Linked DNA regions of Mus musculus: all the other regions are linked to region 1. Evidence: chromatin contacts called from public Hi-C, Micro-C and promoter capture Hi-C data. All regions are on one chromosome and are shown on one strand. The core of a region is the stretch at or near the end of the contact, and the rest is flanking DNA. Distances in the headings are between cores, read along the strand shown. Region 1 holds the start of Fam174a (family with sequence similarity 174, member A). Region 2 overlaps St8sia4 (ST8 alpha-N-acetyl-neuraminide alpha-2,8-sialyltransferase 4). Region 3 has its middle 28 kb from the start of 4930598F16Rik. Region 4 overlaps St8sia4 (ST8 alpha-N-acetyl-neuraminide alpha-2,8-sialyltransferase 4).

Region 1 (3,007 bases), core at 278-2,777:
GAGGCTTTTTTGACCCCTCGGGAAAATACTATAGAGTCAATTACATTATAATTAAAAGATGCATTGATTATCTGCTAGCAGGGCAATAGTCTTAAAGCCCAAGCTCATGCATGTTGTGAGGAGTGGTATGGGGAAAGGCTTTTTAAAGACAAAACCACAAGATCTTCAATATTTATGCAAATAACCAAATACTGGTCTTTTCTGCCAAGCTTACGTGGGCAAGGCCAAACAATCTTTGGGTATCTGCATAAGTAAATTACACAATTAAAAAAGCAGCTAGTCATATCATAATGCCATGGCTGTGCATTTCTGTATGTGGTCACTGAGTCCAGGTTACTGGGAGCTTATCTTCAAGGGACTGGAGTCAGAGACAAATGGCTAATGGGTACCAAGTTGGATGCTTAGCATAAAATGAAGTTTTGTTAACCCTCACAAGGGAAATACTTCAGCTCTTGTTTGAAAATGCCTGCAAAATTAAGTAGAATTCACAGATACCTGTCTTGTGACGTTCTGCATTTTAAGATTGGAACAGGCTGTCTAGAACATGTCTTCAGCTGTGATTTTAGAGGTCCTCTATAGCTACTGCAGTGTCTTCAGGGTAATCCTAATAGTTTCCAGGACATGGACTAAATTGCAGTTCCAGACCCTTAAACAGCTGACTCTTGACAGATGTCTGAGAAAGCCTTTTAAAAAATCTGTTTATAATAGACTGAAAGAAAGCTCAAGAAAGAACTAATCATATTTATACACAACCCATGCTCCAATGCCCCAGGCAGGTGTCTGGTTTTTCTCAGTGTTACTTGATGGAAATCTTAGATAAAGGCAACATTATTCAAATGTAAGAGAACTAAATTTGGAGTTCAAGTTCTGTAAAGTAAACTAGAGTAGGCAGATCACAGCCCCAGGTATTTGCTAAGGTAATATACAAACTTTCTCTCTTCCATAAGTTCAGGGATAGTTTTGCAGCTTGAGGCAGCCCATAGCAAAAACTAGTTAACAGGGGCACAATTTTCTTGTTGGTTTTATTTCAAAAGGATGACTGTAGGTCTCTGGAAATTGACAAGAGAGGTTTTTACAAATATTTACACTTTAAAGGGGGAAAACCTGAATAAACAACTTTACATTTTCCAAAGAAAGGGATTCCAAGAATAGTCGATACCCTTACAGCTAGAAAAAGCTCTCTTTAAAGTTTGTGATCCTCCTGAGGGAACTGAGAGGAAGTGTTTACTGATTAGATGTAGTTATGAAGTTTGACATCAAGGAAATTAAATCGAGTTTCCTATTGCTCCCGTTTCCCCACTTGGAAAGAACTGTAGGCATAACTGTTCATCTTGTTCAGGTTACCCACTCTGGCCCAAGCCTTTTCACTATTAGGAACACTCCTGAAACATGGAAAACCTAGTTGGGACCTCTCAGAGCGTCCCACAGCTACGCGTGCGCAATAGGCTCGAACCTCTGACGTCACTGAGCGCAGCCCGCCCCTACATATTAGCAACCGGAGGCGTCCGTAGCAGCAGTGGCTGCGGGGATGTACGAACTTCCGGTTGTCCCGGCAGGCTGCTGCCGCCGCCGCCGCCGAAGCCACCCGGCGCAGTCTCAGCCACCCGCTCTCCTCCGGAGAGTCGGCTCTGCGGTTCCGGCGCGCCCATGGTCGGCGCTGCGGACCGGGAGGCCGGCCCGGCGGCTGCGGCGTGCTGAGAGGCCGGCGTGGAGACCATGCCGACCCCGCGCGGCTGCTCCGGGCCTTGCCACTTCCTGGCTCCGGCCTTCGTGTTGTTGTTGCTGCCCGCTCTGAGCGGGTCCGGGGCGGTACCGTCGATGGTGGTCAGGGAGGTGCAGGAGTCCAAGTCTCCCAAGCCCGGGCCGCACACGCTGTCGCCGCTTCCTCCGGGCCCCACCGCGGCCCAGCCTCGGGGCCAAGCTCAGTCTGATGCTGCCGGGCTGCCAGGCGCGGAGAGCCGCAATGACAGCATCCCCGGGGCGGGGTCTGAGGCGGACGGCCTCGAAGGGAAGGCCGGAGAAGGTTCCCAGGGTGGCAGCCTGGCCGTGAGTCCCAGTCCTGGCGACAAACCCATGACCCAGCGGGCCCTGACCGTGTTGGTGGTGGTGAGCGCCGCGGTGCTGGTGTACTTCGTGGTCAGGACCGTCAGGTGAGGCACAGCCTCGATGGGCACCCCCTTGCAGCCTAGACCTGGCTGACAGGTGACCTGCTCCGTGAAGCAGGGACAATGTCTGTGACCTGGGCTTGACTTAACCCCTGCCCCCGCCCCAGCGTCAGGAACTGGAATCTAAGACCATCTGGTTGGCTGTCTTAATGGCCTGTGCTGCCTTAGCTGGTGACACAAGCTGTTGCCTTTCCTTTAGAAATCAGTAGCCTAACCTCAGCATCTTGCTCTCTGAGGCTTGCCTCTGCCTTCACAGACCCTGAAGTAGAAGTGCTCTTCCATCCCCAGGAATTTTGATTACAGTGCGGTGAAATACTTCTCTCACTACTCTGCAGTTGGTGTAACTAACACGTTTTGCCTGTTAGAATGCACTCCTATTTCTGAGGCAGGGTACCATAAAAGTAGCGCACAAAGTCCTGATTGGATGTTTCACTTTTGCAAAACTTGCCAATTATGTTTCTTAGATGGTGCCCTTAATCTATCCCAAAGTTAAATTGTCCTCAATTAATTGGGCGCCACATCTCTGGAGAGGTGTCACATAGAGGAAGACCCCCAAGCAGAAGGGGCTAGCTAGCCAAGAGAACAACTGTGGTTTCCCTTTCCCTAAAATGAGAGCAGATGGTATTTTGTGAGATCTGTACTGGTTTGTTTATTTCCTGTTTTCCAAATTACTTCACACTTTCCCATAACTACACACTACCGTTACTTAATGTCCTTAAATCCTCAAAACGAAATGTGGATTTTTAAAAAATAAGTACTTGTAAATGGAAAGCCAACATGGCGTGTCTTAAGTGGTTGATTAAAATGGTACGGTGTTTCTGTGTCGCCCAAACAATCTTATG
Region 2 (3,086 bases), core at 132-2,631, 330 kb after region 1:
AGACTAGGGTTTAAACTATGCACTGAATCAAAAACATTGAACTCCAAACTTATCTCCAAACTTACAATTGGAAATGGTTTTCTGTACTTAAATAATATATTCTACCTTACAAAAACAAATAAAAACAATCAATACAGTATCTACAACAGAGCTATAATCCAAGCATTAATACATAAAACTATAGTTCATGAAATCTCAAAAATTCAATACTTAATTAAAAAGCAGTTCTTTGGGCTGGATAGATGGCTCAGCAGTTAAGAACTTTGCTACTCTTGGCAGATGCCCAAAATCAGTTCCCAGCATCAATGCTAAATGGCTCACAAGCACTTGTAATTCCAATCTCAGGAGGACCCAATGCCTCTGATGTCTGTGGGCACCCCTCACTCATGTGTACACCTCCCCCACTCTCACATAAGACATATTTAAATTGAAAATAAGTCTTAGCAGAAAAACAGTGCTAAGTCTCTTTTTGTAGAAACTCAAAATCCAGTCCTTCTTACTCTTTATTAGGTGCAATGTTCCTATGTACAATGTTTATAATTTTAAATGAACTTTTTCAATTAAAGCTAGTATTTTTACATTTTTAAAAATTTGGATTCATATTCACTGCACAGAGGAAATCTATTTACTTTACATGCACACACACAGAGACATGAGATCATAAAAACTGAAAACATTCTAACTAATAATAAGGAATTGTTTCAAAAATATGATCCTTGCAAGTCCTTTCCAAATAATTACTTAACAGTAATTATTTGACACCATACTGGCTATTAATTCATATTTTTACGTTTCTAGTAATAGATGAGTCAATTGGTATTTCACAACTGCATTTTATAATTCCAGGAATTTTAATTCTTGCCAGTAAAGTAGCAGATACAGTAACTAGGTTATACCCCCAAGAAAAGTGCCAAGGTCTTTTCCCTAAAGCCACCCTGAGTGATGATTTTGTACAACTACTTCTCTTCCTTCGTGTAATTCTTGTAGTTACTGGTTTTTCTTTACACTTTTCATATAATCTATGAACTCCCTAGAACTTGATCACATCTCATTTACATCACACCTCCATGAATCATTGAATGCTGGGATTGTTTTTCTTCATCTAAACAGATGTGATCAAATCCTGATTTTACATCTTAGGCAGCTGTCAGGCGATCATCAGAAGGAAGGCAACATTTCTGAACCAACAGAAACAAGAACCATATTAGGGACCATAACAATATGTGTTATTTCCACAACTTTGCTGATGGGGAAAAATTTTTGGCTATAAACTGTGGTAACAAGAAGGAAAAATTTCTAAACAATGTAAGCCCACGGGCCTTGTTGCAAAGACATCCATGAATCATAGGAAATCACAGGGTTTGAGAGTCAGAAATGAGTTCAGGAGACCATTGAGTTCAACTTCCTCATTAGGTGAGTCGAGAAAATGAATCCCAATGTTCATTGTCTCCTTTGTTAAGAGTTACACTACATTTAACTGCTGTGCCAGCAGTAGAATCCAGAGTTCTTTGTTCTCAAATGATGATCCTTTAAACTGTTATTTCCTGTTAGTGGTTATCCTGTATAGCACAATGGGACAGTTAACTATAAATATTGGCATCTTCTGTGTGTATGAGTTATATTTAGGATGATCACAATATAAATGTACTGTGTATTAGTCAGAAGTAATCTAAAGGATACGATCTATTTATTGAATAACTATGCTGAGCACTTTATGCTATGTTTGTCCTAGAAACCTTCATTATACTCCTAAATGCAGACTGAATTATTAAATATAAATTATTTTCTTTATACTATCTGTTTTTGTTTGAATTCACATTAAATCAGAGAGGTAATACATAAATACATGATTTAAATTGTTGTATAATTTTGATTAAGACATTTAGGCTTTAACGTAAAGCTCGTGAGTGTGTCCTGGTTACTCTTCTTCAAGATATTTAAATGTATTTTTTGTTCATAGAAAGATCTTAACAGAAAGACAGTCTCATGGTTAGACCATATACTACAACCTATTCAACCATATACATTTCAACTTGATGGTTTTAACTTTGGGTTTCATTTATTAAAAATAAAGTTTTATAGTCCTAGTCCACACTTTGAGTAATTATTGCTGCCCTTTGAAAGTATCAGATTTAAAGTGGCATTCTTCCTTCTGTCCACCATGGTGTCAACAAAAGTTAGGACATAATTTAGAGATGTCCTTAGTTTCACAGTAGACACACAATTAATGTTTCTCAATGTAGAAGATTCCTGACTCATCTTTACCATTTAAAGTTCTAAATGGGTTTTGTTGTTGCTGTTGTTGTTGTTGTTGCTGCTGTTTTAAATGTTTTTAGTCTGTGTAGAAAATACTGGTGGGATTTGACTAGAAAGAAGGCTGTGTTGTTTTTTGTTCCACATACTGACTACCTCCAAAGAAGCCCTACACATATGGGTCTATGAAGAAGTATACAAGGTTGACCTGTGTGTGAAGCACCTTTAGACTCAGATAGTACAAATTCAAATTCTCCATGATCAACCTTATATTTAATAGATGTCATAAAATGTCTAATCTTTCCTTAGAGTTTCATACTTATCTTGCTGATTATATTTTTCTTATTGTCTCCTCCTCACATCTGTAGCCTCTTTTCTTATCTCATCTTGGTACCCATTGTTTTCAGCATCACCTTTTGAACAACCTTGACATAAAAAGCCTAAATGCTCTAAACCCTGAAAGCCATTTGATATCTTCAAGATATTATAAGTGATGTATCATAGTCAAATGCTGTGCTCTGCTAATTTATTAGAAATACCTTCAGTCAATTTCTAAAAGGTGGTATGTAAAACGTAAGTGTCTATGCTCAGAAAAGGATCCAAACCTAAAACACCTCATTGCATATATTCAAATATTCTTAAATTTGAGAAAAACCAAATCAAATTGCTATCATAGTAGTAATTATTATTGTATGATAATTCCTTTTCAGCCTGAATCAATTGTATTCCCTTTGAGTTAATTGAGTTATTGGTTGAAACATCTTCATGAGCCTCACATTTTCTCCTACAACTGTTTAGATGAATATTTTCCCAGAACATGTGTAAAAGTAAGG
Region 3 (2,884 bases), core at 140-2,639, 430 kb after region 1:
GAGCTGTGTCTCCTAGTGATATTTGGGAGCCCTTTCCTAAGCAGTGTTTACTAAGCTCACTTTGAGGAATCTGTAACAATGGTGTAATATCTCTGCACCTTCTTACATTTCAAACATATTTGCAATTTAATGCTTTAGTGATTTAAATATGTTTGGCCCAGGGAGTAGCACTATTAGGAGGTGGGTTGTTGGTGTAGGTTTGTCCTTGTTGTAGATGATGTTGCATTATTGGAGGAAGTCTTTCATTGTAGGGGTAGGCTCTCCTTGCTGCTTAAAGACAATCTTTTCTTGGTTCCCTTCCAAAAAAAAAAAAACCATGTAGAACTCTCAGTTCCTTCTCCAGCACCATTCGTGCTTGGTGGCTGCCATGTTTCTACACTTGATGATAATTGACTGAATTTCTCTGAACCTGCAAATTAGCTTCAATTAAATGTTGTCATTTATAAGTTTTGTCTTGGTCTTGATATCTCTTCACAACAATGGAAACCCTAAGACAAATGTTGATCGTTATTTGTGGTGGAATAATATAAAAAATATGTTTTTTAAACTTTGCTTTATGTGTTCAGATATTTTGCCAAATTGTACGTATATGCATCCCATTTGTTCAGTGTCTATAGAGATCAAAAGTGAAGTCTGAACCCACTGAAACTGGTGTTACAGATGGTTGTGAGCTAGCAGGTCAGTGTTGAGAATCAAACCTTGGTTTGGAAGAGGAACAAGTACTCCAGACCAATGAGGCATCACTCTGGTCCAGCAAAAAGATAAGTGTGTGTGTTTGTGTGTGTGTTCCTGTGCATATATACACTTATGCATATGTATAAGTATGTATATATTTATGTATGCATCTATTTATATGTTGGAAATAACCCAAGTGAAGAAGGAATTAGGGATCACTTATCTATTTTATCATACTCTAGTGTCCTAAATGATGATAATTTATCGATTATTTTTTGTGTTTTTTTTTTCTCAATTCTGTCTTATTTTTCTGTCAGAGAGGTAATAAAACGCAATGCTTGTACAAGAAGACTTCCCTGTCTAAGTAAGCAGAATGTTTTAGAATATGAACAAAGGTCTCTGAAAACTTACTTTCTGAAGTAATGAAGTTAACTATTCCAAATGGCCCCAGAACAATGTGAATCAAACAAATTAATAAGGTGTCCCACATAACTCTCAGAAGACAGGCTTTAGTTTGGAAGATTACAGGCTCATATGCAGAAGTAAGGATAAAGAGTAATAACCTCTGAATTAAAAAACGTTTATAAATAACATGAAACATAAAAAATTATGAGGCTTACCATGTGTTTTAATACACCCCCTCAACAGTATATATTTGTTATTGTCTGTGTTTTGTTTTATTCTGGGCTAAGAGAAATGTATCTTGCATACATTGCTTTAATCTGATTAACTTTTATCAAGAAAGCCACAGAGTTAGGGAGGAAATGATAAGGTTTCCTGTGTGTGTGAATATAAAAAAGTAAAGAAACATAGAAAAGAGTAATAAATTGTGTGAATTGTAGAGGAATTTAAATCCAGCAACGTGACTTAGCTGGCAAGGGATCAAATCCAAAGATATGATCTGGCCAGAATGCACACACACCTTGGATTACAGTATGATCTGGCTGGAATACAGACACACCAGTAGTACACACCTTTAATCCTTAACAATGAAGGCAAAGATAATTTGTAGAAGAAAGCAGCCATGTTTGAAATGGACATCTAATTGATCTAATTCAGGGGCAGACAAAGTGATGAATCAAAAAGATTCGACACAATGAGTCAGAGATAGGATATGCCCAACTTACTCAACAACAGCACAGGGAAGAGAAGTGGAGAGAAAAAGATGTGTGTGGCAGTTTTAGTAGGACCATTTTATAAAGACAGGTGGCAGAGAGAGCAAGCTAGACACAGGTGAAGACAGAACAAACCAGAGAGAGAGAAGGAACCAGAAGATTAGAATGCATTGCCAACATTGGTATGAGGTCAAGCATAGTAAGTCAGTGTGAAGCCAAGAGAAGCCAGATTGAATCAGTCATCTTCAAAGATTAGATTGTATGGAGGGTAGAAGCTTCCAGGCCTAGGCTGAGGGACAGATAGAAAACAGAAAGAAATGTTCTGGGCTCATCTCAAGCCATGTATTAGTACAGCTTGGGTACAGGTCTCATCTTATCACTTCATCTGAGGAAATAAAAGTAACATTTACAGCGGATCTGAGTATGTATTCATAAATAGATACAAGAAAAATAATTTTGGGTCTCAAAAAGATCTCTGTATTAGATTATATTCTCCTTAAAGAGATAGCACATATTAAAATAAAAAGAAAAACAAATTTCAAAACGTGTAGATCTTTGGTTAAACTTTGTACTAATATTATTTTCTTTTATTATTTTACAGGAAATATCATTTCTTTTTATTAAAATGTTACATTAATGTTGTGAAAGACTTGAAAGTATTCGGTTCTCTCATCATGTGCTTACTTCTACTAGTCAGTGAAAGCACATTATATAATATATATTAAACACCATTGAACAAAAATTAATGTTAATTTGAGCTAAGAGCTGGTGATTTTTTTTCTCTGTGGAGTCATTATCTATCTTCATATGAATGCTGGGAAAAGCAAATACACATAACAAAACACACACACATCTTTATATCCATAAATATGTATTGCAGAAACATTGCACAGGACAGGACACATATGACAGAAAGTGCAGACTAGACTCACCTTGGATTGTCTCCAGAGGAAGCATCAATTTTTGGAGTTCAGCTGGACAGCCAGAGATACTGGAGAAACCCCAAAGCATCTGGAGTCTTTAACCTGGAGAAAGGAATGGTGCATGAGCCTCAAAGATAGCAAATCACAGTGATAACAGACTATGGGTTCCAT
Region 4 (2,781 bases), core at 4-2,503, 290 kb after region 1:
TCTTGCGAAGATTATATGCCCCAGTACAGGGGAATGCCAGGGCCAGGAAGCTTGAGTGGGTTGGCTGGGGAGGAGGGGGGAAGATATTGGGGACTTTTGGGATAGCACTTGAAATGTAAATGAAGAAAATATCTAATAAAAGAAAGAGCAGCAGGAGGAGAGAGACAGTCAGTTGTGAGTCAGTACAGCGAGTGCACTGCAGTGGAGTTGGCCTCTGTCATGACTGTATGCCCTTCAGTGAAGGTCATTAGAGGAGTTGAAACCAGAGAATAAGAAAGAGCCAGAAAATAGAAAAGTTGCTAGTTAGTTTGAGGTCAAGTAGAGCAATTTGGTGAAAAACTGAGAGCAACCAGATTGAGTTTTTAAAAAATAGTTTAACACCATTGCATACACTAGCAAGATTTTGCTGAAAGGACCCAGATATAGCTGTCTCTTGTGAGACTATGCCAGGGCCTAGCAAACACAGAAGTGGATGCTCACAGTCAGCTATTGAATGGACCACAGGGCCCCCAATGGAGGAACTAGAGAAAGCACCCAAGGAGCTAAAGGGAACTGCAACCCTATAGGTGGAACAATATGAATTAAGCAGTACCCCGGAGCTCTTGTCTCTAGCTGCATATGTATCAAAAGATGGCCTAGTCGGCCATCATTGCAAAGAGAGGCCCATTGGACTTGCAAACTTTATATGCCCCAGTACAGGGGAACGCCAGGGCCAAAAAGGGGGAGTGGGTGGGTAGGGGAGTGGGGGTGGGTGGGTATGGGGGACTTTTGGTATAGCATTGGAAATGTAAATGAGCTAAATACCTAATAAAAATGGAAAAAAAATAGTTTAAAATATTAAATCCAAAGAGTGAAAACCTCTCCTTTTCAATTTTTCCACTGAAATGCACCACAAATTCTCCATCTATTTTGCCTACATTGATGAACATACACTATAACTTCATAGCTTAAATATGAACAACATCCAAATGTTTCCTCTTCTTCTCAAATGAGGACTAAGAAATCTGCTTCCATTAAGTGTTTGGCAGTCAACAAACAGAAAACGTTCTGGGGTCAGCTCTCCATTATTCTGCATGTCTAATAAACACCATGCCATAGGAAAAAAGTGTCACAGTCAAATTGTCTTCCTCTGTGCAGTTGTATTCATCACATGATTGAAACAGTTTGAGTGTTTTTCTCAAGAGACATATGTATCTCTGTGACAGCTGCATTGCCACAATATGCTGAAGTGGCTCGAGTTGACACGCCACATCCTGGATCTCACATTCTAAATGACAGCTGGGGGATGCCAGAAGTACTTTCTCACAGTGGGTCAGCTCAGCATCAAGTATCTGTCTATTACAGCTCTCTTGGCCTCAGAAACAAAATGTGCTTGTACACATGACTCTAAGAAGCTCAGGTCATATCCTTATTACTCTGGTTCTGCTCTAAGTAGCTGTGACATTTCAGGACAAAATTTCTACGACTCTACAAGAACAACCTAGTGCCTTTCAGTACCACCATGTCCTGTGATTTATTGACTTTTTATGTGATCACCTTTGATTGGGGCCAAATATAGTATTAACACTACCAACATGGCAGATACAGTGGATAAATGCTGCTTTGTAGTACAAGCTTCAGATTGAAATCTCTGAATGCAGTAATGAAAGTGAGTGCCTGTGTGTGTGTCTGTGTGTGTGTGTGTGTGTGTGTGTGTGTGTGTGTGTGGAAGAGAGAGAGAGAGACAGAGACAGACAGAGACAGAGATAGAGACAGAGACAGAGACAGAGCAAACCTAAGACACAGTCTTAGATGATTACTGTGGCTACAACTAAAAAGCATGAGCCCACCATCACCAGTAGAAAATAATTCCCTATCTTAGTCTTTTGTCTCTTGTATAATACCAACTGGGACCACATAAGCCAACTACCTTACTAACTATAATTGGTCAACTGATCATAAGTTGTTATGTGTTAATACAAAGGCCATTTCTCTCCACTCTTCAGAGTTCCTCTTTGTGCCAGGCATTCAGCATTTAGGCCACTCACTCAGAGTACCTGCAAGAAAGATCTCTGCTATTCCTCACTGGCAGTGTGGTTTTTGCAGGATCCAAGGCCCTACTATCCTTTAATAAGACCCTAAATGACAGTATTTCTTTGAGGATTTCTTTAAAAGTTGTTCTTACCAAAACCAAATATTTTAGTGTTAGCTATAAAAATATGTTGACTTTAGATTTCCAAGCAAAAGTTTGAAAAAATATTCTCTCAATCAAAAGTCCTAAATTCCATCACTTACAGGATTCTAGAGGTCTTGGGCCATTTCACTTGGTAAATACAAACTTGACTTCTTGAGATTTTAGGTACTTGGGTTACAGAATTAGTCAGGTAGACCAAGAGATTGCAAACGTGCATGGCTGATTCATTGCCTACAACTGTAGTTTTCTGTCTAGAGAAATCTGAATTTACTGTTTATTGGTAGAAGTTTCAGAGCAGAGGTAGAGTTCTTGGTGAGAATTCCTCATCAGGAAATTGGGGAAACTTTAGATTAGCTTAATTGTAACAGGACAGGAGCAAAGCCCTGCCAGAGATCCCTAAACAAATATAAATATTGATGGAGATATAATTTAGACACAAAACAGAATAAAGACTTTGAAAACTGGATAGCCACTTGTAGGTACAGGATCCTTCCTCACTGTGTCTTAGTCTGTGACATCTGACTAACATCCTCCACACAATAAACTCTGTGTTCTATACACTTAGTCTCACTCCAATGCTATTCACTGACATCTGGCAAATCTTTCAA

The links. Promoter capture Hi-C pulls out the DNA fragments that hold promoters and counts their contacts. Hi-C and Micro-C count contacts between places; a contact is called where the count stands out from the background.
Region 2: a promoter capture Hi-C map of macrophages shows a contact between it and region 1, with 6 read pairs. The contact joins the enhancer-like site here to the promoter of Fam174a in region 1. A contact is called at or near these places in 5 of 39 promoter capture datasets (the C10 cell line, the HPC-7 cell line, macrophages and 2 more), 17 of 484 Hi-C or Micro-C datasets (B cells, the C10 cell line, CD4 T cells and 10 more), 3 of 115 datasets of contacts at active chromatin or transcription factors (the HPC-7 cell line, the SCID.adh cell line and microglia) and 4 of 9 other capture datasets (adipose tissue, bone marrow-derived macrophages, liver and 1 more).
Region 3: a Micro-C map of the G1E-ER4 cell line shows a contact between it and region 1. The contact joins the enhancer-like site here to the promoter of Fam174a in region 1. A contact is called at or near these places in 5 of 39 promoter capture datasets (HPC-7-derived erythroid cells, hematopoietic stem and progenitor cells, hippocampal neurons and 2 more), 7 of 484 Hi-C or Micro-C datasets (the G1E-ER4 cell line, the HPC-7 cell line, bone marrow-derived macrophages and 1 more), 4 of 115 datasets of contacts at active chromatin or transcription factors (astrocytes, bone marrow-derived dendritic cells and bone marrow-derived macrophages) and 4 of 9 other capture datasets (adipose tissue, embryonic stem cells, liver and 1 more).
Region 4: a Hi-C map of B cells shows a contact between it and region 1, with 19 read pairs. The contact joins the enhancer-like site here to the promoter of Fam174a in region 1. A contact is called at or near these places in 7 of 39 promoter capture datasets (the C10 cell line, the HPC-7 cell line, hippocampal neurons and 3 more), 1 of 15 datasets of contacts at CTCF or cohesin (pro-B cells), 10 of 484 Hi-C or Micro-C datasets (B cells, the HPC-7 cell line, LSK cells and 5 more), 3 of 115 datasets of contacts at active chromatin or transcription factors (the HPC-7 cell line, bone marrow-derived macrophages and cardiomyocytes) and 3 of 9 other capture datasets (adipose tissue, liver and macrophages).

The regions. Positions count from the first base shown.
Region 1 is chr1:95,312,101-95,315,107 of GRCm38.p6, forward strand. Fam174a (family with sequence similarity 174, member A) reads left to right here and starts at 1,528. Exons shown (of 3, transcript NM_026321.4): 1 at 1,528-2,150. The coding sequence starts at 1,717.
Region 2 is chr1:95,642,935-95,646,020 of GRCm38.p6, forward strand. All of the region lies in intron 3 of St8sia4 (ST8 alpha-N-acetyl-neuraminide alpha-2,8-sialyltransferase 4), which reads right to left. Among named protein-coding and RNA genes, the nearest start is that of St8sia4, 23 kb to the right of the region's middle. Within about 2 kb of position 1,382, at least 10 of the 459 cell types and tissues checked have an H3K27ac peak or open chromatin away from gene starts, as enhancers often do. A contact at or near this core is called in bone marrow-derived macrophages and macrophages, where this site is marked.
Region 3 is chr1:95,743,207-95,746,090 of GRCm38.p6, forward strand. No RefSeq gene overlaps it. Among named protein-coding and RNA genes, the nearest start is that of 4930598F16Rik, 28 kb to the left of the region's middle. Within about 2 kb of position 1,390, at least 9 of the 459 cell types and tissues checked have an H3K27ac peak or open chromatin away from gene starts, as enhancers often do. A contact at or near this core is called in the G1E-ER4 cell line, where this site is marked.
Region 4 is chr1:95,604,413-95,607,193 of GRCm38.p6, forward strand. The region is part of intron 4 of St8sia4 (ST8 alpha-N-acetyl-neuraminide alpha-2,8-sialyltransferase 4); the gene reads right to left. Among named protein-coding and RNA genes, the nearest start is that of St8sia4, 62 kb to the right of the region's middle. Within about 2 kb of position 1,254, at least 52 of the 459 cell types and tissues checked have an H3K27ac peak or open chromatin away from gene starts, as enhancers often do. A contact at or near this core is called in B cells, the HPC-7 cell line, pre-B cells and 2 more, where this site is marked.